Linked DNA regions of Mus musculus: all the other regions are linked to region 5. The links are chromatin contacts, called in public ChIA-PET, HiCAR-type, HiChIP or PLAC-seq and promoter capture Hi-C maps. All regions are on one chromosome and are shown on one strand. The core of a region is the stretch at or near the end of the contact, and the rest is flanking DNA. Distances in the headings are between cores, read along the strand shown. Region 1 holds the start of Natd1 (N-acetyltransferase domain containing 1). Region 2 holds the start of Cenpv (centromere protein V). Region 3 holds the start of Smcr8 (Smith-Magenis syndrome chromosome region, candidate 8 homolog (human)). Region 4 holds the start of Shmt1 (serine hydroxymethyltransferase 1 (soluble)). Region 5 holds the start of Prpsap2 (phosphoribosyl pyrophosphate synthetase-associated protein 2). Region 6 holds the start of Pigl (phosphatidylinositol glycan anchor biosynthesis, class L). Region 7 holds the start of Usp22 (ubiquitin specific peptidase 22).

Region 1 (2,844 bases), core at 140-2,639, 850 kb after region 5:
TCTCTCAGTAGTATGTCTGACCCCCCAACCAAGCAATAAAAATGATTGGAAGAAGGCAAATAAAAGATTGGGGGGGGGGGTTACAGAGGAAAGTGTTCATTAAATGGGGACTAAATGGCCTGGCAGCCTGGGCAAAGGTTCAAGAGTCAGTCACTGCCACTAATGACAAAATGCCCACTGCAACTTACAGAACTCTCTGTGGCAATGTGAGGTCGTACACTTGGAAAAGGATCTTGCAGTTTTTCACAAAACAAAATATCCACTGGCTATAAAACTCGGCAGTATATTCCTGAGAGCTACCCTAAGGGAATGCTGGCCAGACGACATCCACAGCCTGTTACTCATAGCAGCTCCAAACCAAAACAACACAACAACCCATTAACACGTGATGGAAAACTGGTACCTGCTTCCTGGGAAATCTCTGACACACTGGTGAACATGATAGCAGCAACAACACAGCTGATGACAGGTGGAAGCGAAGAAACCAGATACGAAAAGGTAAATACTGTGTAGTTCTTAAGAAATAGGATGTTCTTAGGAAAAGCTGTTTAGTCAATAGCGCTAAAAGTCAGGGAGCATAGCTACTTCAAAAGGAAGAAATCAATTGGAAGGGAGCCCACGGAGATCTCCATTTAGCTGTAAAATGCTTCCTTGTTGGTCTGTCCCCCGCCTCTCCCCCACCCCCAGCCCCCGCCACGCACACAGACACACATTTTGTACAGGTTTGAAGTTACAGCCTTCAAGCATTCCACTGAGGTACTCAAACTTTAATGTCTGTGTGGTGGTCTCATAGATGTGGACATCAAATTTGCACGGTAATTAACAGAATATGATTCTGTGAACATCCATGGTCGGCAAGCTTTCCTAATACTGTACTTCTAGAGAAACACTGGCTCCTGGGTAGCTAGCTCCCTAGGGACCTCATATTTCTGGCTTTCTTTGGGAGGGGTGGCTTTTCACCCAGTCCCAAACATGCCTAGGGGTAATCTCTCAATATCAGCTACAGCTGCCCGAGTGGGTGGGCTGCATAGCTCCAGCCCGCACGATTCCAGCAGAGAGTAGGTTTGCCTGTCAACACCTTGCATTTGACGTTATCTATTGCCTCAGGCTTGCAGTGAGGCTAATGCCTAATATTAAATGGCTGTCGCGGGGAGGATCTAAATTACCCCATAGGTCATTGCGTGTTTTGCATATGGGTCCGTGTGGGTCCTAAAAGTCATTCTGGGGCATTCGGGAGGACAATCGGCGCCCTGGATGGACCAGCACATCATTGTTGAAGCCGCGAGCGAAACGGGCAGCGCGGTCTCTTTAAGAGACGCCAGGAATGTATCCAAACAGACAGTGCGCGCAGCGCACGTGACTCACAGCTGATTTCCGGCCCCGCCCCCTTCTCCGGCCCGCGCCGCCGAAGAGTCAGTTCGCTGCGGCCCGCGGTCCCCAGTGTCGGCGCGCGCGATGGCGCACGCTACCCCGCCGAGCGCACTGGAGCAGGGCGGCCCCATCCGCGTGGAGCACGACCGCCAACGCCGCCAGTTCTCCGTGCGCCTCAACGGTACCGAGCTGCCTTTGTTTGCGCGCGCGCGGGCGGGACGGGGCGGGACCTGCGGGCGGACGGACAGATGGATCCCGGGGCGGGAGGGCTCCCGAACCCCCCGACTGGCACCGCCGGAGCGCGTCTGCCCGGGCAGCCCGCACCTGCTAGCGCAGCCGGCCTCCGACATCGCGGACGGAGGGCTGCCACCCTGGGTCCCAGAGAGCAGGTCACTGGTGGCCTGCCACCCCCACCCCCCGGGTGTTCGGTTGCTTCCTGCCGCCGTGGAGGAGCCTGCAGGGGCCTGGGGCATAACCTAGGGAATATGTGGCCTGGAGGAGGAGGCGGGTAGGTGATTCTGAGACTTTGGCCAGTTTGTCTAGTCAATGTGTGCATCGGTCTCCCGGAATCTGCAATGGGGATAGCTGGAGTGCAAACCGCTTTGGATGAGATGCTGTGGCAGTAAAAGTTCAGAATGACACATTTGGTGCACAGCAAGTGCTGATAAACATAGATAAATGGCTACTTTTCAACAGATAGAGAAGTCAAAGCCTCATCTGTAGCGTTTGTACCAGCAGACCGACACTCCTCCCATTGATTCTAGGGCTGGAAAAGATTGTGGAATATGGGACCTTGAGCTCTCTGTAGCCCACTCCTCCCAGCTGGGCCCTCTGGGGAGACCCGACTTAGCCACTGCCCATATTATTTTGATTGGAAGGATGCACCACTTGAGTGTGGTCGGCCAGTAGGTAGGTTGTAAGCAGTCAAGCATACGCAGCCTATCCTGACTTCCTGAGCCAACCTTCTGTGACCTGCACTTGGAGGCCAGGTCTCCCGTTTGTGCCACCTAACCACCGTGGGGGCAGCTATCACTTCCTGTGTTGTGACATACCGCCCCACTTACAGATGAGTAAACTGAGGCTGGGAGTGCAGGAAATGGGACCTGCCCAGCTTTAACAAGACCAGAGGCATATTCAAATCAGGGCCCAGCTGCCCCTTGCCCTATTCTTTCCGTAGAGAAACAAGTCCTGCTGTCATGCTGATGGTAGCTCAGCTGACTGTGACACTTGGCCCTGATCCCTTGAGAGGCCTTATCTGAGGGTTTGTTTGTTTTTTGTTTCTTTTTTCTTCAGATCCTCTTTTCTGAAGTTTTCTTAGTTCCAGTGAGGCTTTTAGTTCCTGGGGACTGTGGAGGCACATCAGATCCATAAAGAGAAAGGCAGAAGCCTTAGGCTTCTCTCTCTTTCTTTCTTTCTTTCTTTCTTTCTTTCTTTCTTTCTTTCTTTCTTTCTTTCTTTCTTTCTTTCTTTCTC
Region 2 (3,159 bases), core at 40-2,539, 780 kb before region 5:
GGTGCCTGTCACCAGACAGCTTGTTTGGTGCAAGAAGAGAACTCATGGTGTAGACTGTCTTCTGCTCCCCATGCACCCGCATACTTCGCTCTCCTCCTGAATAAAGATTTTTAAAACTGTAATGTGTATCAGGAGGTGGAGGCAGGCAGATCACAGTGAGCTAAGATAAACCTGAGCCTTATTCGTGAGTTCCAGGCCAGCCAGGGCTACACGGTTAGACCTTGTCTCTAAATACACAAAACAGGCGAAAGTAAGTCACAGTGAGAAAAAGCCAAAACAAAACAGTGGTCACTTCTGCTTGCTTTTTGGAGATAGTCTAGATGTGGCTAGGATATGCCACATCTGAATTGGTGCATGCAAATCTGTACATTTAAGATACGGGCACAAAGGAAACACCAAAACAAATTATGCATCTAGGAAGTTTCAATTATTGAGAACTTTGTGTTAAAACTTAATGAGGATTTATGAATTAATCAAGCTGTATTTGGGAAAACCCATATTTTCATCATTAAAGATAATAAATGGACTCTATATTGTAATAAAATCAACAAAAACAGAACTAAGTTGAAAAATGAAAAATGCACCAAAAACGAGTAAAAGAAAACGTTTCTTTAAAAGTGTGAGAACAACTGAAAGGGTTTGGAGACTATCTGGGATACCGCAGTGGATGGTTCTTGGGATTTTTGTCTTTAAACGTCAATACGGTATTCTGCAAAAGCTTATGAATGGAATGTAATCCTGGATCCATTTACTTAAAATTGAAAACAAAATCTAGGGCTGGGAATGTGGCTCAGTGCAAGAGTGCTTTCTCAAAGCTGTGGGTCCTATTCTCAGTTCTGCAAAACCACCAAAAAACCTGTTGACCATTGATCAAACTGACTCCAGCTGTCATTTATGCTTCCAGTAGCAGATATCCGACAATTTACATACTACGTTAGCTCACATTAGGTACATGATGGCCTCTGCCAAGTTGGTAGTGTTACCACCTTGGAAACCACGAAGTCACCCAAGCGTGCCAGCTCTGATGTGGCCGTGAATTTATGAACTGAGGCCTGACCCAGGTCCCCAGTTAGAAATGTGTGGTTGGAGTCAGTGGAGGCTGGAAGCTCCTTCGCTGATCAAACGGGCACCGCTACCTGCAAGCGCAGGTGCAGGCGCGGTCTCGTTAGACCCTCAGCGCTCGGCCGGCCCCACGGCCAGGGTCTCTTAGTTGGGTCCCTAGCTCGCGTGTTCCGGAGCGCCGCGCACCACCCCCGGGGCCTTCAGGTTGTCGGAGGCGGGGACGCGCATCGGCCGGCGGGAGCGCGCAGAGCCGAGAGGCCTGCGAGCCCGGCTGAGGGAGACATGCGGCGGACTCGCAGTGCCGTGGCCACCGGCCCGCGGGAGCAGCGGCGCTCGGGGGCCACCGGGGGCTTGAGCGGCGGCGAAAGCCGCGCGCAGCGCTCCCGGAGCAGGACTAGGGCCGGGGCCGGGGGCGGGGGCGGGGCGGTCGGTCCGCAGCCGTCGGCAAAGCCGCGGCCCAAGCCACCGCCGCGGGCCCAGGAGGCGGCCGCCGAGGAGCCACCGCCGGCGGTCACCCCCGCCGCCTCGGTGTCGGCGCTCGACCTGGGGGAGCAGCGGGAGCGCTGGGAGACGTTCCAGAAGCGGCAACGGCTCAGCTTCGAGGGCGCCGCCAAGCTGCTGCTGGACACCTTGTGAGTGTGTCGGGGGCGGCGGGCCGGCACACGCGAGGTGCGCACGGGCGGCGGGACCCGAGGGCTGAGTGCTGAGCCGTTGGCGGGCTGCTCCGGACGGTGTCGGGCTGAGTGCGCGGAAGGGCCCCTCAGGGTGAAAAAACAGACATCCCCCGGCTTGCCAGCTACCAAGACCGTTTTACCCGTTTTTGCACGTGCTTTCGGGGAGTGGGCGGGAGGAAAGGTCGAAGTGGAGAATTTAGTGACCCGAGGAGCGAAGGCCGGTTGTTCTAATCAGTTCCCCGGAGGGAGGGTGCAGGGTGCGGTTATTGATCTCGGAGGGAAAGGCGCGCAAAGCGTTGTCCAGGACGGGCGCTTGCAGGGGGAATGGGGAGTTAAGGTGTTATGTTCTCATCCCCGGTCCGGGCTGGCAGCTCCCCCAGTCTGTGCTTCTGAAGTGCTTCCAGCTTCTTTGGTGGCCTAAGGAGCAGATCTGAGGTCCGTTATTGGGGAAAAGAGCTGATGACTACTCTGGCCAGATGCCTGCTCTTTGGCAAATGTAATGTGAACCCCTTCCTCCTTTACCCATTGTGCTCCGAGAAAAACCCAGTACCCTTGTCTTATAGCCCTCACTCGCAGATGAATTAAAAAGAACAATAAAAGACAAAGAAAACTAACGTTAACCCAACAATTGTTTAACAACCTGAACTACTTTTCATAACAACAAGATGCTCTTTTGTCTTTGTCCCAGAATTAGTTCTCTTGGTTTTGGTGGATCCTCTAAGAACTGGAGTATTTAGTTAGCTTTCTATCTGTTTCGTTTATTCAATTTTATCCCCTTGGGCTATAAATTGAATGCTTTAAAACATTAAAACAAAAATCAGTTAAAACTTAAAAAAAATGAAATATAACACGGAGTACCTGTTGTGTACTAGCTACTGGGAGATCTAAATGATACTATATAAAACTCAGTAGAGCTGGGCACAGTAGCACATGCCGACAATCCTAGCATTCAGGAGGCCGAGGCGGAGGAGTACAGTGATTTCAAGTGCAGCCTGGGCTACAGAGATAGATCCTTTCTCCGAAGAGAAAGAGAAAGAGAGAAAGGAAAACAGAAGCAAGCCAGCGAGAAGGAGGTCCACGTGTGTAAGCCCAGCACTTGGAAGGTGGAGGCAGGAAGATCTACAAGTTCAAGGTCATCCTTGACCACATAGTTAATTTGAGGCCAGCTTGAGCTGCACTGACACCCTGTCTCAAAAGGAAACAAAAAAGCCCCCCACACACACACACAAAGCAAAAATTTTTAGGTAATATTTTCCCCTAAAACAAAATGGTAATGATCTTTAAAAAAGATACTAAAAATATTGGCAGGAAAAGAGGCATTTCACTCACCAGAATAGCGTGCTGTATGCTTGCTTACATCCACTCTATGGTCTTTTAAGCTAACTTTTATACAAAGAAAACGTATGTTAAATACACTAACATT
Region 3 (2,901 bases), core at 224-2,723, 980 kb after region 5:
CCTCCAAGGTCTTCAACTTCTTGTCAAAACACTTGGTGGACTTTGCTTTGATGAGTTTGGGGGTGTAAGCCGGTCTGCAGGTATAAAGGTCTGCATTAGCGGACTCCTCAGGATTAGAGGTAGTGGATACCTGGTCAGCCTGATCCTGGGTATGCTCTGTATCACCAGGCTGCAAGTCAGGGATCTTCGTCTTCTGACGAGGGTATGAGCGGATCTGCCTCAGCAAATCTTGATGTTCGATGATGGACTTCTCCACATTGGCCAGTTCATTGGCTTTCTCAATCGCCTGAGAAGAATAAAAACCCTTGTCGTTGGCTTTCTTCTGGATCTCGGTTTCTGTGTGTAGCACTGTCCTTGTGTAATCCAAGTCTTTCAGCTTTTTTTCAAGTTCCCCAGCGAATGCCTTCCTGTTGCCCATCTTCAAGCACTCAGATGCTTTGGAAAATTCGGCCGAGAGCTCTTGGAACTGCTGCATGATTTTATGCTGGTCTGCGGAGATATAAGCCATACAAAAGGGCCTCACAAAGCCCCTGGCCTCCAGGTCGTACAAGGTGAGGTGGTGCACATATGCAAAGGCCCCTTCCTTAGAGTCTCCCAGTACCACTTTAGAGTCTTCCACAAAGTTCAACTTGGGGTAGGCAGAACCGGGAGGATGGCCTACGAATGAAGCCTGGTAATCCACCGACATAATCCGCAAAGAGAAGTAATTAAGATCAAAAGTGCCAAAAACTTTGGTGTCATTGGGGATGGTAAGCAAGGGCTGGGGTCCCACCTGCTCAGAGAACTCGGAAATGAGGATGAAGTCCCTGGAGAACTTGGCCCCAGACAGTTTAGACCAGGGGTTTGCCCCCTGGCTGGCATAAGGAAAGAGAGGGACTGAGTACTCCTCAGGCAAAGCGGGCTCATTGTAAGGTTCTTCCTCGTATTCATCTTCCTTGGTGAAGGCCACCACATCAGGGGCGCTGATCATATTTCCTGAAATATGGCAAGCACATTGAGAGGAAATGGAAAATAATGTAGGGTTGGTCGGAGGGAGAGTCAGGCCTCTGGATGCGAAAACGAAGTTCTTGCGGCCTTCTTTGCACTTCCGGGGATCCTAAACTGCCCTGTCACACAACGAAGAACTCGAATTGCCGCAGACTCTCAAGGTTTGGGACCTGTGATGCCCTGGGCAAGCCTCATGAACTCCAAAGCTGCAGGTCCAGATGACGGAGGCTGGCCATTCTCCAGCGTTTGCCCGGGCCGGCGCAAGGTTCCTGAAGCTAGGTCACCAGCACTCCCCGGAACCTACCGGCGACATCAACAGTCCCAGCTCTGATCGTGTCATTAATCCTCGCCACGGGCTACCGCAGAATCAGTCAAATGAGTCTCCCCACGACCTAAGGGCAGAAACTGTCGCCGCTCCTAGGACCGTACTGTCCCAGGGAAGCTACCGCGGCACCGCCATCTTGGTATCACATGACTCCCCAGCATCAGCGTCGCGTGACCCGGAAACGCCCACACAGACTTCCAAGTTAGTGGCGCCTTTTAAGAGGCCCTGCCAATCAGATCTTCCAGAGGACAAGTCCCGTTAACTACCCATTGTCATAAAGAAAAGGAAAGTAGAATACAGTGGGGTGGAAGGGAGGAGGAGAAACGGTGTTGGAGGAACGTGCACAGGGCATGAGGCATTCTGGGAGTTGTAGTTCAAGGCTGCTTAGTGGCGCAGTGGGCGGAAGTTGTCTGTGAGCGCGAGTTTAAGCGAGACTCGGACGTGTGGGTTTCTGATCGAGGCGGCAGTTGCCTGGAAAAACTGCATTTATTAAGGTGGCTCTCACAGTTCCTCGTGGCTTTTCCTCTGGGTTCTCCAGCATGCACGGGCACCCGTGGAGTTGCTGCTGGAGCAGGACCTAGGGAATGATCTTCCCGGTCACCCTCTTAGCGTTTCAGTGGCACCGACGGCCTGGAGGCCGTGCCCTGTCCCGCGCTGCCATGGAAGTGGCCTTCCGAGGAGTGCGAAAAGTTCTCTGCGTGGCGGAGAAAAACGACGCTGCCAAGGGGATCGCCGACTTGCTGTCCAACGGGCGTATGAGGCGGGTAAGAAGCACTTGGGTTCTGCTTCCCTGAGGAACGCCCACAAAGTCCGACAGCGCGTTGGGTACCGGGAGCCCGGGCGAAAGCGACTCCGCCTATTTTGCGAGAGGCCCCTCCCGGCCGCCCTCACTTCTCGGTTTCTCCCTAGCCTTCAGGCTTTTTGTAAATGTAAAACCTTTTCACGCTTTTGATAGACCTTTGCTCGCCGGATCTGTCTGCTCGGCTCACATACCAGTGGAGCATTGCTCTCCCTTCTTTGGGTCTGGAGTGTGAGAACACGTGTATTTTAAAACTCTTCCTTGGTCAATCACAAGTTCAGTAGTATTGGAAAGCGGTAACCAACTCCTTTATCTTGGCGTTCAAGCCTTACTTATGGAATCCTGTCCCTGCCTTCTGCAGACCCTGTGACTAGGGTGGTGGCACCCTAGGGGTAACACTTAGGTTTAGGAACTAGAGAAGTCAATTACTACTCCTATAGACTGATTCTAAGATACACGAAAGATAGGATTGTCTCCTGACAAAACGGAGGTGAGAAGGGTAAAACCCCAAGGACTGTTGCGTTATCATTCAGCTGGAGGCCCTTCCTAGGAGCTGTTCCCTTTTCTTTGCAAACAGTTGGATCTCCAGACCTCTGCCTCCAGTTTTAAAATACCCGGAAGGGGGAGCCAAGGTTAGGTGGGCGCTGGCCCCTAACTACTTCACCTCTTAAAAATGTCTTTGAGTAATAATTTTTTCTTTTCTGTTTTGGAGACAGGGGTCTCACGATGTAGCCCTGGCTGTCCTGGAACTTGCTAAGTAGATCAGGCTGGCCTTGAACAATGGAGATCT
Region 4 (2,891 bases), core at 134-2,633, 950 kb after region 5:
TTATTATTTAAATCTATTTTTTTTTAAATTAGGGGCTGGAGAGATGGCTCAGTGGGTAAGAGCACTGCTGCTCTTGCAGAGGGCCAAGGTTCTGTTCTCTGAACCCTTGTGGTGGTTCACAGCCAACTATAACTCCAGTTCTAGGGGATTTAACACCCTTTTGCCTGCCTCTGCCTTCTGAGGGCTGGGACTAAAGGCTGCACTACTACCTCCTGACTCTAAAATGATTTTTTAAATCTTATCATTTTAAATTAATTTTGTTACTAAACAATGTATTTTTATATTTTTATGCACACATGGCAATAATATATATTTAAAAATTTATTTTATTTATATATGCAAGTGTTTGTCTGCATGTATGTGTGTACCACATGCATGCATTGGCCACAGAGGTCAGAAGTGTGCATCAGAGCCCCTGGAACTGAAGGTATAAATGGTTGTGAGCCACCCATGTGGGTACTGGGAATTGAACTCAGGACCTCGGCAAAAGCAACAAATGCTCTTAACCACTGATCCATCTCTCTAGCCCCATGGCAATATGATTTGCTTCATTCGTTTTTACTAGCGTGTGTAACACAAACAACGCAAACTCTTGTTTAGGCTAAGCAGGCTCTCTAACACCGAGCCACACAGCCAGCCTCATTTTAATATTTGAGACAGCCAGCTAGCCTGAATCTTGGTATTTAGTCAGGTTGCCCTCTGTCTCAAGATCCCTCTGCCAAAGCCTGTAGAGTTCTGGTCATGCCAGCTGGGTTTTTGTTTGTCTTGTTTGTTTTTTTGTTTACTTATTTATTTGAGATAGGGATTACTGTGGGCTGACACCAGGACCCGCGGTGGTGGCGCACGCCTTTAATCCAGCACTTGGGAGGCAGAGGCAGGTGGATTTCTGAGTTCGAGGCCAGCCTGGTCTACAGAGCGAGTTCCAGGACAGCCAGGGCTAGACAGAAAAACCCTGTCTCAAAAAACCAAAAAAAAAAAAAAAAAAAAAGATCTATTTATGTCAGGCATGGTAGCACATACTTTTAATCCTAGAACTCTGGAGGCAGATCCCCTGGACACTTGTGCATTAGTTACTGGAAACTGAACCCGAACCAGGCTCGATCCCCAATCCTATCCAGGTCTTCTGGATCACAAAACACTCCTACAATCAGCAATACTGCCCAAAAGTCCCAGGTCCCAAGGTAAGGAACCGCCCAGTCCCCTCCTCCTTCCCACCCCCTCCAGTTCAGAGCTCTTTTTTTTTTTTTTTTTTTCCGTCAGGCTTTGCCCTGCTCTGAGCGCGGGCGAATCGCGCGTGGGCAGCTGGGGGCGGGCTCTACCTGGATGCTCCCACTGATTGGGCCGCTGTAGGGGCGGGGCGGGACCAGGCTGCGCTGGGGAGAGTTTAGTGGAGCTCCGGCCTCTGCGCGCCAAGTTTGGGTTTCCCCCGGACGTGGTGTGTCACGTGGTGGGGAGGCTGGTTCCCGGAGCACGTGCTGGGCTGTTAGGACAGCCCGCTGCGGGGTTCCGGCTGGAGGTGTTGCTGTGGTCACTTTCCGCGCGCTCTCCAGGAATTCGGCGATCCACTTGCCTCTGCCTCCCTAGTGCTGGGATTAAAGGCGTGCGCCACCACAACGCGTTTAGTCCCTTTCATAAAGACCGGAGGAACAGACGTTTACGGCCAGCTCCCGAAACCAAGTGAACTGGAGGCCACCCTGCACCAAGGGTTGGAACCTTTTCACAAAATCCACGCTCCTAATACAAGGTATGTAATTTCTAATCTTTGCGATTGTTTCTTTTTGTTTTGTTTGAGGTGTGAGTGTCACACATGCTGTCCTCGAACTTGATGTGTAGCCAAGGATGACCTTGAACTTCTAATGGTTCTGCCTCCACCTCACCAGTAAGAGCTATCGCTCTCGGTTCATGTGGTGCTGGGATGGAACCCCTTGGTTTATACATGTTAACGAAGCTTCCGAGGTTTGTCTGTAATCACTGCTTTTGATTTACTAGTACAACCCTGATTATCTGCAGTGCGTTACTCTATCTAGGGGACAGGTTGGCTTGTAGCGTTCTTAGCCCAGTGCCTCTATTTCAAGGTCTGGAAGTTAGGTGACCTTTGGTTAGCTGAAGCAAGCACAAATGTGTTTAATTGAGCCAGGCAGTTGCTGGACCAGAAACACCAGTTTAGGCTCCGTACAGAATACATTTAAAATTTCTTCCTTGAGGGGAAATTGAATGGAGGTGAGTAATTGTGTTACCCAGGATTCTGGGAAGCACCAAAAGTAAACAGGAGTTCACATTCTGCCTCTGTTATATGACCTTAGTTAAAGCCACTCCAAGGCCTTTGAGAGCCTCCTCTCTTTATAAAGCAGGGCACAGAGAGACTCGCACTGTTCCTGTCCCCATTACAGCCTAACACGTGGGTATGGACTTTGGCAGACCTATAGACAGTAATAAGGAAATGCTGTATGTTTTCCCCAAAGTTAGCTCAAAAACGACAGTTCAGCAGCCAGGGCTCTGCAGAGAGACCCTGTCTTGGAAAACAAAATAATCAAAAGTCTATAGTGTGAAGATCTTCTTCCTAAGTAAGCCCTAAGTAAGCCAGGAGTGGTGGTGGCACACGCAGGAAGATCTCTGTGAATTCAAGGCCAGCCTGGTCTACATAGAAAAACCCTCTCTAAAAACATAAAACTAATGCCCTGGCCTGGGTATTGTGGTGTATGGCCTTTAATCCCACCCAGCAGACAAAGAGGTAGAAGTAGGCAGAGTTCAGTGCCAGCATGGTCTACATAGTGATTCCAGGATAGTTCTATATGGAGACCTTGTTGTTGTTGTTGAAAACTATTAAATACCTGACTGAGGCTAGGCCTGGGAAAGCAGCTTGGTTGGTAGAAAGCTTGCCTGGAATGCAG
Region 5 (3,231 bases), core at 111-2,610:
CTACCCACAAGCCCTCCTATGAATTCTAACCATCCTCAGCCTTCTGATAATTAATTCTAGCCACCTGTGCATCCTCCCATAAATGTCTGCTTGTCTCACTTGTGAACTGGAAGTGCAGTGGATGAGAGCCTTTAAGTATACACATGGAGCAAGGCACTGCAGGTGGTGCCTATCTATTGCTTTGTCACTGGCATCTGAGTACCCACAGCAATTAAATAGAGATAAGTCTTACCCCATTTCTGAAAGTTACTGTTAATATATATTAATATAAAATATAGATAATAATAAATAATGCCTTGATACCTGGCATGCACTATATGTTTGTTATGTTATAAATAGGGATCACTGGGGGCTGGTGAGATGGCTCAGTGGGTAAGAGCACCCGACTGCTCTTCCAAAGGTCCAGAGTTCAAATCCCAGCAACCACATGGTGGCTCATAACCATCTGTAATGAGATCTGACTCCCTCTTCTGGAGTGTCTGAAGACAGCTACAGTGTATTTACTGTATAATAAATAAATAAATATTTAAAAAAAAAAGAAAGAGAGGAAGGGCCAAGTAGCCCCTTAAAAAATAGGGATCACCATATTTCAAGGTATAAAGAATTCAGCAATGATATATCAACAGCAACCAATTTGCTAGGAATGATGGCCACCCTTTTAATCCTAACACTCAGGAGGCAGAGACAGATGGATCTCTGTGAGTTCCAGGTCACCCAGAGCTACAATTTTTTAAAAAACTAACTTTTAGAATGTTTAATTATTTGTATATGTTTATGTTTATATGAGTGCAGGTGGCTGAGGAGGCCAGAGACATCAGGGAGACTTGGAGCTAGAATTACAGGCAGTTGTGAACTGCCTGACATTGGTTCTGGGAACCAAACTCAGCTTCTCTGGAAAAGCAGTATATACTCTTAACCACTGAAAAGAAGGAAGGGACAACAAAGCGAATAATTATGAATGATAACTGCTCATCGACTGTATGCTAAGAACCATGCCAAGAGGTTCGCAGATTTCTCACTCACTCCTCCCAACCCCAGGAGATGGGGGTACTGCTGTCATCTCTTTTTCAGAAGAACTCAGGTCAAAGAGGTGACTTGCTCAGTCTTGCAGGACAGTAAAGACTTGAACCCAGTCAGAACCTATGAATTTTAACCACACTTCCAACCACGCCCACTCTAATTCTCCCCCACTTTCCTCGAGTCTGACCACGCCCACACAACATCCTCCCGCCCACTCTGGCGGCCACGCCCACAGCATCAAATGCATTGCCTTCTACCCCACTTTCTGCCCCGCCCCTCTTCCTCCAGACCACGCCCCTCGACGGCCTCGCCCACTCTAGTCAGTTGCCCTCAGGCCCCGCCCCTGGCCTCGCAGTCTCGAAAGACTTTCTCGCGCTTAGAGTCGCCATTTTGCTGTAAGACGCCGTGCGGAGCTCTGTGCTCTCTTCCTTCGGCAGCCGAGGCTGCGGCGGGCCGGGCTGGGGTCGGGACCAGGTAGGCGGGCGGGAGCCTCGGCGGGCGGACGGCGGGCCCCGCGAGCTCGCGCGGTGCCGGGCGGGAGCCATGGCCCTTGTTGCTCCGGGGCGAGCCCGGGGCCCCGTGTTCGGCTCCACCAGCCTTAGTGGATGATTGGGCTCCAATCAGACGTAGGAGGAGCGGCATAAGATACTCTGCAGAAAAATCTCTTCCTCAATCTGTTACATTATTGATAAGGATTTATTTTTCTTATATCGATATTGGCAGAGTTTGGGTGTTTAGCTTTTGTGAGGGATACGAAAATACTGAACCGAGCTTTGAGGCCTGAGGAAGTGTGAGTTCTAATGTTTTATGTTTTTTTTTTTTCTTTTTTTTTTTTTTTCTTGCGGTTCTGGAGTCGAATGCAAGGTGAAGCAATGCAAGCGGCCTGCCATTGACCCATCTCATGCCCTAGTGCTTAACAATTTAAATGCACAAATAAAAATAAAATAGGTGCGTGCCCCTAAGCCCCACTATAGGAAACCTTTCTTGTCTTTTAACTGCTGTAGTTTGTATCATTATTATCCAATTTTTGCAGAGATATGCACATTATATTCATTAGCTACTCTGTGGTTTAACATAGAACCAGTGTTTCTGTTCTTAAATAATCTTGCAGTTTGTGGGGCTTGATGGCACACCCCTTAATCTCAGAGACTGGTGAAAGGATCTTGAGGGCTCATGGTCCACAGAGCGAGTTCCTGGCAAACAGGGCTACAAAGTTGTTGGGGGTTTTTTGTTTGTTTGTTTGTTTGTTTGTTTTGTTTTGTTTTTAAATTGTACTTTCTATCATTGACAATATAGCTCTATACTTGGGATAAGCTCCAAGAATTGACAACACCAAAACATAGTTCTGTGCTCTTTCTTTGGCATTTAGTATGTATCTTTTTTTCTGATAAGGTATGTTTGCAATAGACATTTCAAAATCTGGGTATTTGATTCTATTGCCTGTAGTTCATCAGGTTGCCAAGTCATGCTCTGTATGACTGAGAGTCGCAACCTATTGTTGTATGCAGGGAACTGTATTGCATATCAGACTGCTACCCCACTCTGTCCTTCAGGGGCCACTGTTATGAGGAAGAGGTTACCTCGTATGACTTCGTTAAAGTCTGGGAAGTAATGTCAAACCTGTTTTCCTATTAAAACTGCTTCCCCAGGTGTGGGGGCTGGAGAACTGGCTGGTTAAGAATACTAGTTGTTCAAGACTGAGTCAGTTCCAGCACCCACCCACGTGACAGCCTACAACCACCTCTAATGCTAGACCCACCCAATCTGACACCCTCTGCTGGTCTCCAAGAGTACCAGGCACACGCGGTGTGCAGAGAAAACACCCATACACATTAAATGAATAAAAGTTACTTCTCCAAATTTAAAATAGTTTTAGATTTATTTCCTGCTTCTCCCAAGTTGTCACAAAAACAAAACAAAAAATCAAAACTCTCAGAACAGCATTAGCCATAAGAAAGCAAAATGCCAGTAACCACAGAATATGGAAGAGTAATGTGGTTTTATCTCTGCCCTGCAGTTTCTCAATTATTTTACTTTATTTTATTTTGGAGACGGAGGTTTCTCTGTGTAACAGCCCTGGCTATCTTGGAACTCTTTGTAGACCAGGCTGGCCTCAAATTCAGAGATTTGCCTACCTCTGCCTCCCAACCTCTGGGATTAAAGGTGTATGCCACCATGGCCAGGCCTCAACTTTTATTTTCTCCTTTTTAT
Region 6 (3,097 bases), core at 411-2,910, 700 kb before region 5:
ACATACATGCATACAAGCAAAGCACTAATACATAAAATGTAAATTAAAAAAAGAAAAGAAAAGAAGGTACTCTTTCCTTGTTTGGAGCCTCTCCACTCTCAGGAGTTTTTTTTTTTTTTTTCTTTAATAAATCTACATTAATTCTGTTTAAAAACCAGAAATAATTCTCCCAAATTCAGCCAATTTTATAAATCAATCCTGATGATTTCTGTTTAAGATCAGTTATTAAAAAAAGAAAGCCGGGCGTGGTGGCGAACACCTTTAATCTCAGCACTCAGGAGGCAGAGGCAGGCGGATTTCTGTGTTCGAGGCCAGCCTGGTCTACAAAGCCAGTTCCAGGACAGCCAGGGCTATACACAGAGAGAAACCCTGTCTCGAAAAACCAAACCAAACCAAACCAAACCAAACCAAACCAACCAAACACCCGAAGAAGCTGGGCAGTGGTGGCGCATGCCTTTAATCCCAGCACTTGTGAGGCAGAGGCAGGGAGATTTCTGAGTTCTCGGCCAGCCTGGTCTACAGAGTGAGTTCTAGGACAGCCAGGGCTATACAGAGAAACCCTGTTTAGAAAAACAAAAAAACAAAACAACAACAACAAAAACACCCCTGGCCCCCCAAAAGAGAACAACACAACAACCACATGGGAAAAAAGGTCCTGAGCAATTTTGAAAATCAGCTTTATTGAGGTATACTTTGCTATAAAATTCACCCACTGTATGTATACACTTCACATTGTCCAGTCATCACCATATTTAGGGTATCCTGGTTTTCTCGTTTGTTTTTGTCTGTATCATTATTCAAGTCTCATTTTTGAAGAATTCTTTTAATAATAGCTGGGTACAGATGAACTCTAAAATTATCTATAAATGTATTTCTATTTGTCTGAAGTTAAACAAAAAATCTCCCAATTTGACACATGAATCTTTGTAGCAGAAAATGGGTTTCAAAGCAGCAGGAAGGTCTTTTGCTATTATTAGGAAAGAAAGTTGGTGGGCTGAGCAGACACCATACAGCTCAAATTGTCTGGTGCATGATTTTATTTGATCCTTTTGCAAATAGACGGTTCCTCAGGATAACAGGTCAGGCACAGCGGCTCACGCCTGGGATGCTAGATTACAGTGAGACTGTCTTTATAAAAAACCCAAAACATCCAGTACAGTCGCAGTTCCCAAAGGAACATGAAGGTACTGAACGGAACCAATGATGAACAACCACTTTTCTGCTCCTCGATTTGGCTAGGATGGAATTCGCTCGGGGTTCCCTAACCTATCTGGGAAGTCGGCTGTTTCTGTCCCCAGACTGACCAGCACAGAGAAAGTAGCTACCTACGACAGAAAACCTTTCCGGAAGAAGTTAACTAAGATCGGTTAGTTCCCTAACCCAGCGACCCTCCTACAGTCTCCTACCTGAGGAGAAGCAGAGCAGGGACACCTGCTGCTCCAGGCGTGCCAAGCCTAGCATGGTGGGAGCAAAGAACATGGCTTCATCGTCCGGGTGCGCGATCACTACAAGGGCCCGGCTTCCGGCTCCCGGCAGGCCCGCCTGCTCCGGAGACCTCATTCGTTCCGCTGAGTTCCAAACCCGGAGGAAGCCCCAAGTCAGGACAGCCACGGCCACACACAAGAAACCCACCAATTCCATGCCGGGTAAGTGGCACTGCGCCTGCGCAGGAAGGCAGGCTGCGGGTGGACTCGGGTTCCCTGCGGGAAAACGGAACCGGCTGAAACTGCGTTCCGTGGGTCAGAGTGCGGCGGCGGCTGGAGACCAAGATTCGTGGTCTAGCGTGGAAACTTCCACCCATACTGCCCCGTCTCCTCGGTGGCGGAATCCTCTATCTGCTCCAGTTTCAGAGCTCAGCCGCACTTTGCGGTCTTAAGTGTCTTTCTTACCGTTCAGTGTGCTTAAAAGGAAGGAAGCATTTTTAGAGTTATTTTGAGATCGCGTCTCTCTCTGCGTGTTCCCCTAAACTCACTATATGCAGACCATGCGAGTTTGCAATGATTCCCATTCCTTTGCCTCCTGAGCTGGGATTTCAGGCGTGTCAGCACGCCGGCCAAAAGGGAAGCATTCTAAAACAAACGTCAGCATTCTCCTTTCAACTCGTTTTATGACTTCAAACTTTGTATAAAACAGCCCGTTATCCGGAATAAAAGTTTTTCCGAAGCGGGTCACCGTTTGTTCTTTCTCAGATGGCGGCTTTGCAAGAGGAAAAAGTAAGCGGCTAAGAGGAAATGTCATTTCACTCGAAGGGTGAGGTCGGCAGGCCCCTTAAGTTTTCTTAAGAGGCAGAGATTAAGGAGCCACGCCGTGGAGGAGGCCTCGCCCGCCATGCCGAGGAACACTCGGTGTGAAATTAACGTGCGTCCCAGCCACGTGGGCTGAGGTTTCTCTTTGGCGGCGAGGGGACGGGGTAGCCGCTTTGGCGGCGCGCAGGGGTCGCAAGGCTAACCTCGCGCCGGGCTCCCGGTCCTTTCCCACGCCTGAGGGGAAGGCCCCGGGCGCGCGGGAGTGGCAGGCTCGCGGGGACGCTCCAGGCCGAGGACGCGATGGCTGCCACGGCGGCGGCGGGTCGGGCCGGAGGCAGCGCTGCCGGGGCGGGCATGAGTGCGAGGGACAACTTGAAAAGAACCGGCGCGGCGTCCGCGACCCAGGAAGCGAGGCCGAGGTAAGAGCCGCACTCCGTTCTCCCGGGGAGGGAGTCGTCTCCCCAACCCTCCGGAAGGAGGAGGAGCCCAAGTCTGAGCCGCCTCAGCGCGGCCGCCCGGCCTGAGGGGGAGGGAGTGGGGTTGAGGCAAGATGGCGGCTAAGGTGGCGAAGCTGCGGCGGCGGCGGCTGGAGTGAGCGCCCAGCTCGCCGCGCTGCCGAGCGAGGGCCGGGCGGAGGGCCGCGCGCCGGGGCCGCGCCCCGGTCGTCCGGCCGTGGGGCGCGCCGGCTCTCACTCCGCCAGCTCCCGGTGAGTAGGCTCGGCGCCTGCAGCCCCGGCCTCCGGGCCCTGCTCGCCCGGGAGCTTCCTCGGGCTCCCAGGGCGCCAGCTTCGGATCAGCCAGGCCAGGGGCGTCGCGGAGGACGCAGGGTTAGGGCCCGTCCAAACCGCAGG
Region 7 (3,177 bases), core at 357-2,856, 590 kb after region 5:
AAGGTTTTGTGTGTGTGTGTGAGTGAGTATGTTCCCTCACAATATGCCCTGAGTGACTCATTCACACACAGAAGTCCTTTAGTAAGCCAAAACCCTCATGCTCAAGTCCTAACTATAAAATGATGTAATATTTGCCTCTAACCTATATGGTCTGTATGCATCTTACCAGCTTCCCCACCCCACCCCTTCCTCTTTTTACTATGAGTCTCACTATTTGCTCTGGCTGACCACAAACTCCGGGCTCAAATGATCCTCCTGCCTCAACCTGAGTAGCTCCCAAAATATTCATATACACAGACACACCAACCCCCACCCACCCCCTTCTCTATGCTGTAACTCCTCTCTGGGTGATACTCAAATGCCAACTAAGATAGCATGCTAAGCCATATCTAAGCCTGAATACGACCATCACTGCTCTAAGACCAAGCTGGTACTCATTGGACAAGCCACAACTGCAATTGCTCCTCGGAACCATGACATCAAAATGCCTGTCGGCAATTTTTCTCGGCTGTCTTGTCTGCTAGCTGCTGTTACTGCAGTACACCGATGAACTCTCTACTTCTTCTGCCTTTTCTGTCTTGGAGAATTATTTCACTGCTCCACATCATGGGTACCTGTCTGCCTGAGTTTGACACCTAGCTGTTATCCTGTTTAAGGTATAACAGGAGAGAGGTGTCTATTTACTCGGTATATACAATTTGTAGGGCAGAAGATCAATATTTTCTCTTCTGAGTTGGTTTGCTGCACATCTGTGTAACCCTCAGATAGGAGAGCTAAATGCATCATAGCTCTATACTGTTCCTACTTAATAATAGAGTGTAATGTGGCTAGTACAAATTGAATTGCTATACCAAACCTGTATAACACGATATTTCAAAGCCAATGTAAAAATTTGACTTGATATTCTGTCTTTATTTGACTGCTTGTTAAAATTAATTTTATCTTTCTTGGTGCAAAATATTGTACAAAATGTAGCCACTAAAAAAATTCGTATACCAGTTGGCATTCTAGTTCAATAGGATAACGCTGAATAATATCCTAGGGAAGGGAAGATCTGTATTCTTGCCACGCCCAATCTCCAGCTGTGGCATTGCGGTACCCAACACAGTCGCCAAGATGGCAGTCTCTGCAGAAACGCCCACACTAGGAACTCCAAGGACCAACAAACAGAACCTAGAAACCCTCCTTTCAGAGAACTCGCAGACGCAGGCCCTACCCTGCCCCACCCCTCCGTCGCCCCGCCTCTTTGCGGCAGAGCTCAGGCCGGTGCAAACCGGTTCAGTGGCCTGACTGACACTCAGTTTTACCCAATCCTCAGCACGCCCCGCCTTCCAAGGAGAGACTCGAAACGTCAAATCGCTGGCGTCTCCGGAGGCGGTTCGAAAGCCTATAATAGGCGCAGACCGTGTCTTAGACCGGCAAACCACCAATGGTGTGACGCGAGGGCGGGACCCTGTTGACCCAACCCGAGGCCTTCGGCTTTTCTCTGGAGCCAGCGGGCGAGAGGAGGGCTGATAGGCGGGGTCTAGAGCAGCGGAGCCTGCGCACTAAGGCCGCCGGCCTGGGTGACGTTATCCTTTCCCGCGGACAGCTCCGCCCTGTCCCGCCCAGCCTCGCCCCGCCCTCCTCGAAGTCAGAGGGTGCTGCGCGTGCGGTGGGTGCTGCTGTAGCCTGCCTGAGTTCTCAACGCGGTCTTTGTCCCCCAGCTTTGTTCTCGCCGCCCTGGCGTCGTCCTCGCCCCCGTCGCCGCCTGCCCCGCGCGCCCGGGCCTTGCCCGCCATGGTGGCCAGGCCGGAGCCTGAGGTCGAGGCCATGGACGCTGAGCTGGCGGTACCGCCGCCTGGCTGCTCGCACCTGGGCAGCTTCAAGGTGGACAACTGGAAGCAAAACCTGCGGGCCATCTACCAGTGCTTCGTGTGGAGCGGAACTGCCGAGGCTCGCAAGCGCAAGGTGAGCCCAAGGCTTGCGCCGCTCTGCGGGCTGGGAAGCGGGGAGTGTAGGTGGGAGAGGGAGAGGGGAAGCCTGGTAGTCGTGGGGAGGGAGCCTGGCCTTGCGGGGAGGGCGTGAGGGGAAGCCTTGCCGTGAGGGGGTGGGGCCGAGGAATGGGCAAGGCGAAGCCTCGCGGTGCAGGGAAGGGGCTAGAGGAAGCATCCCGGTGCAGGAAGGGGGACTAAGGAGAACCTCGCAACGTGGGGAGGGGGCTAGAGGAAGCGTCGTGGTGCAGGGAGGGGGCTAGAGGAAGCATCACGGTGCTGGGAGGGGTCCAGGGACCACCTAGTGGACGCTGTTGGGAGTGTGGCGGTGGAACCCACGATGGGAGGGGGAGGGGTATCTGAGTAGGAGGAGGAAGATCTGTCTGGACATTCCATTGAGGAGTATTTGTCTGTAAAGGTAGTGGTGGGGGCCTGGGGTCTGCAGGGTAGTTCCGTGGATAACAGCTCGTTCCCGGGGCTGAGACCCTTCGCGGACACCTGAGGCTGGCAGGGCCTCCGCGCACTCGAGTTGAGAAGCGAGATTTTTAGGACGTAGGAGGTGATTGACAACCGCAGCCTTCGAGAGTGGCTATTTTGTTGTTTTGGGTCCTGTAAATCTCAGCAACTATGATGATTTTATTAGTGATTTGGAGATGGGAAAACATTATTTTCTAATTTAAAAAAAACTTCATAATTACAATTTGATTTTGAAGGTGAAAAGTGGAATAGAAAATTTTGATTGTTTCTATCTTGAGTAGCATTTTATAACGGGAGAACTGACAAATCTGCTGGGTGTTTCATGTTAAGCATCAAACTCTCCCTCTTTAGTTTCTCGAGGCAGGACTTCTCTCTATAGCCCTTGGCGTTCTTTTCTTTTTTCTTTTTTCTTTTCTTTTTGGTTTTTCGAGACAGGGTTTCTCTGTGTAGCCCTGGCTGGCTTCGAACTCAGAAATCCGCCTACCTCTGCCTCCCGAGTGCTGGGATTAAAGGCGTGCGCCACCACGCCCGGCTGCCTTTGGCAGTTCTTAAACTCGATTTGTAGATAGCTGGCCTCTAACTCACACAGATCCACAGGCCTCTGCTTCCAGAACGATGGGATTAAAGGTGAATGCAAACCACACCCCCCCCCACTCCCACCCCGGCCTAAATTCCCCCTTTTTAAATCAATCGTGGCCATAATATAAGTCTTTGAGGGCGTTAAAGG

The links. Promoter capture Hi-C pulls out the DNA fragments that hold promoters and counts their contacts. ChIA-PET counts read pairs in DNA pulled down with a chosen protein or histone mark. HiCAR-type assays count read pairs that join an accessible place to other places. HiChIP or PLAC-seq counts read pairs in DNA pulled down with a chosen protein or histone mark.
Region 1: a contact with region 5 is called in a promoter capture Hi-C map of pre-B cells, with 4 times the contacts expected there. The contact joins the promoter of Natd1 here to the promoter of Prpsap2 in region 5. A contact is called at or near these places in 5 of 39 promoter capture datasets (cranial neural crest, hippocampal neurons, liver and 2 more), 1 of 484 Hi-C or Micro-C datasets (CD8 T cells), 2 of 115 datasets of contacts at active chromatin or transcription factors (embryonic midbrain and embryonic stem cells) and 2 of 9 other capture datasets (adipose tissue and pancreatic islet).
Region 2: a contact with region 5 is called in a promoter capture Hi-C map of liver. The contact joins the promoter of Cenpv here to the promoter of Prpsap2 in region 5. A contact is called at or near these places in 2 of 39 promoter capture datasets (liver and pre-B cells) and 1 of 115 datasets of contacts at active chromatin or transcription factors (astrocytes).
Region 3: a contact with region 5 is called in an H3K4me3 HiChIP or PLAC-seq map of embryonic forebrain, with 5 times the contacts expected there. The contact joins the promoter of Smcr8 here to the promoter of Prpsap2 in region 5. A contact is called at or near these places in 4 of 39 promoter capture datasets (the HPC-7 cell line, cranial neural crest, maxillary cranial neural crest and 1 more) and 2 of 115 datasets of contacts at active chromatin or transcription factors (astrocytes and embryonic forebrain).
Region 4: a contact with region 5 is called in a HiCAR-type map of astrocytes, with 4 times the contacts expected there. The contact joins the promoter of Shmt1 here to the promoter of Prpsap2 in region 5. A contact is called at or near these places in 3 of 39 promoter capture datasets (cranial neural crest, liver and second pharyngeal arch cranial neural crest) and 1 of 115 datasets of contacts at active chromatin or transcription factors (astrocytes).
Region 6: a HiCAR-type map of astrocytes shows a contact between it and region 5, with 2.8 times the contacts expected there. The contact joins the promoter of Pigl here to the promoter of Prpsap2 in region 5. A contact is called at or near these places in 3 of 39 promoter capture datasets (hippocampal neurons, liver and pre-B cells), 2 of 115 datasets of contacts at active chromatin or transcription factors (astrocytes and extraembryonic endoderm stem cells) and 1 of 9 other capture datasets (pancreatic islet).
Region 7: a contact with region 5 is called in an RNA polymerase II ChIA-PET map of memory CD8 T cells, with 17 read pairs. The contact joins the promoter of Usp22 here to the promoter of Prpsap2 in region 5. A contact is called at or near these places in 3 of 39 promoter capture datasets (embryonic stem cells, liver and stem cell-derived epiblast-like cells), 1 of 484 Hi-C or Micro-C datasets (CD4 T cells), 5 of 115 datasets of contacts at active chromatin or transcription factors (astrocytes, embryonic forebrain, embryonic stem cells and 2 more) and 2 of 9 other capture datasets (liver and pancreatic islet).

What each region holds. Positions count from the first base shown.
Region 1 is chr11:60,912,337-60,915,180 of GRCm38.p6, reverse strand. Natd1 (N-acetyltransferase domain containing 1) reads left to right here and starts at 1,389. Exons shown (of 3, transcript NM_025294.5): 1 at 1,389-1,552. The coding sequence starts at 1,456.
Region 2 is chr11:62,537,391-62,540,549 of GRCm38.p6, reverse strand. Cenpv (centromere protein V) reads left to right here and starts at 1,289. Exons shown (of 5, transcript NM_028448.1): 1 at 1,289-1,694. The coding sequence starts at 1,345.
Region 3 is chr11:60,776,097-60,778,997 of GRCm38.p6, reverse strand. It overlaps Smcr8 (Smith-Magenis syndrome chromosome region, candidate 8 homolog (human)), which reads right to left and starts at 1,473. Exons shown (of 2, transcript NM_001085440.1): 1 at 1-1,473. The coding sequence starts at 970. It overlaps Top3a (topoisomerase (DNA) III alpha), which reads left to right and starts at 1,633. Exons shown (of 19, transcript NM_009410.3): 1 at 1,633-2,076. The coding sequence starts at 1,897.
Region 4 is chr11:60,809,757-60,812,647 of GRCm38.p6, reverse strand. It overlaps Shmt1 (serine hydroxymethyltransferase 1 (soluble)), which reads left to right and starts at 1,383. Exons shown (of 12, transcript NM_009171.2): 1 at 1,383-1,744.
Region 5 is chr11:61,760,217-61,763,447 of GRCm38.p6, reverse strand. It overlaps Prpsap2 (phosphoribosyl pyrophosphate synthetase-associated protein 2), which reads left to right and starts at 1,360. Exons shown (of 12, transcript NM_144806.2): 1 at 1,360-1,494.
Region 6 is chr11:62,457,004-62,460,100 of GRCm38.p6, reverse strand. It overlaps Pigl (phosphatidylinositol glycan anchor biosynthesis, class L), which reads right to left and starts at 1,660. Exons shown (of 7, transcript NM_001039536.4): 1 at 1,407-1,660. The coding sequence starts at 1,641. It also overlaps a transcript of Ncor1 not described here.
Region 7 is chr11:61,173,488-61,176,664 of GRCm38.p6, reverse strand. It overlaps Usp22 (ubiquitin specific peptidase 22), which reads left to right and starts at 1,606. Exons shown (of 13, transcript NM_001004143.4): 1 at 1,606-1,950. The coding sequence starts at 1,780.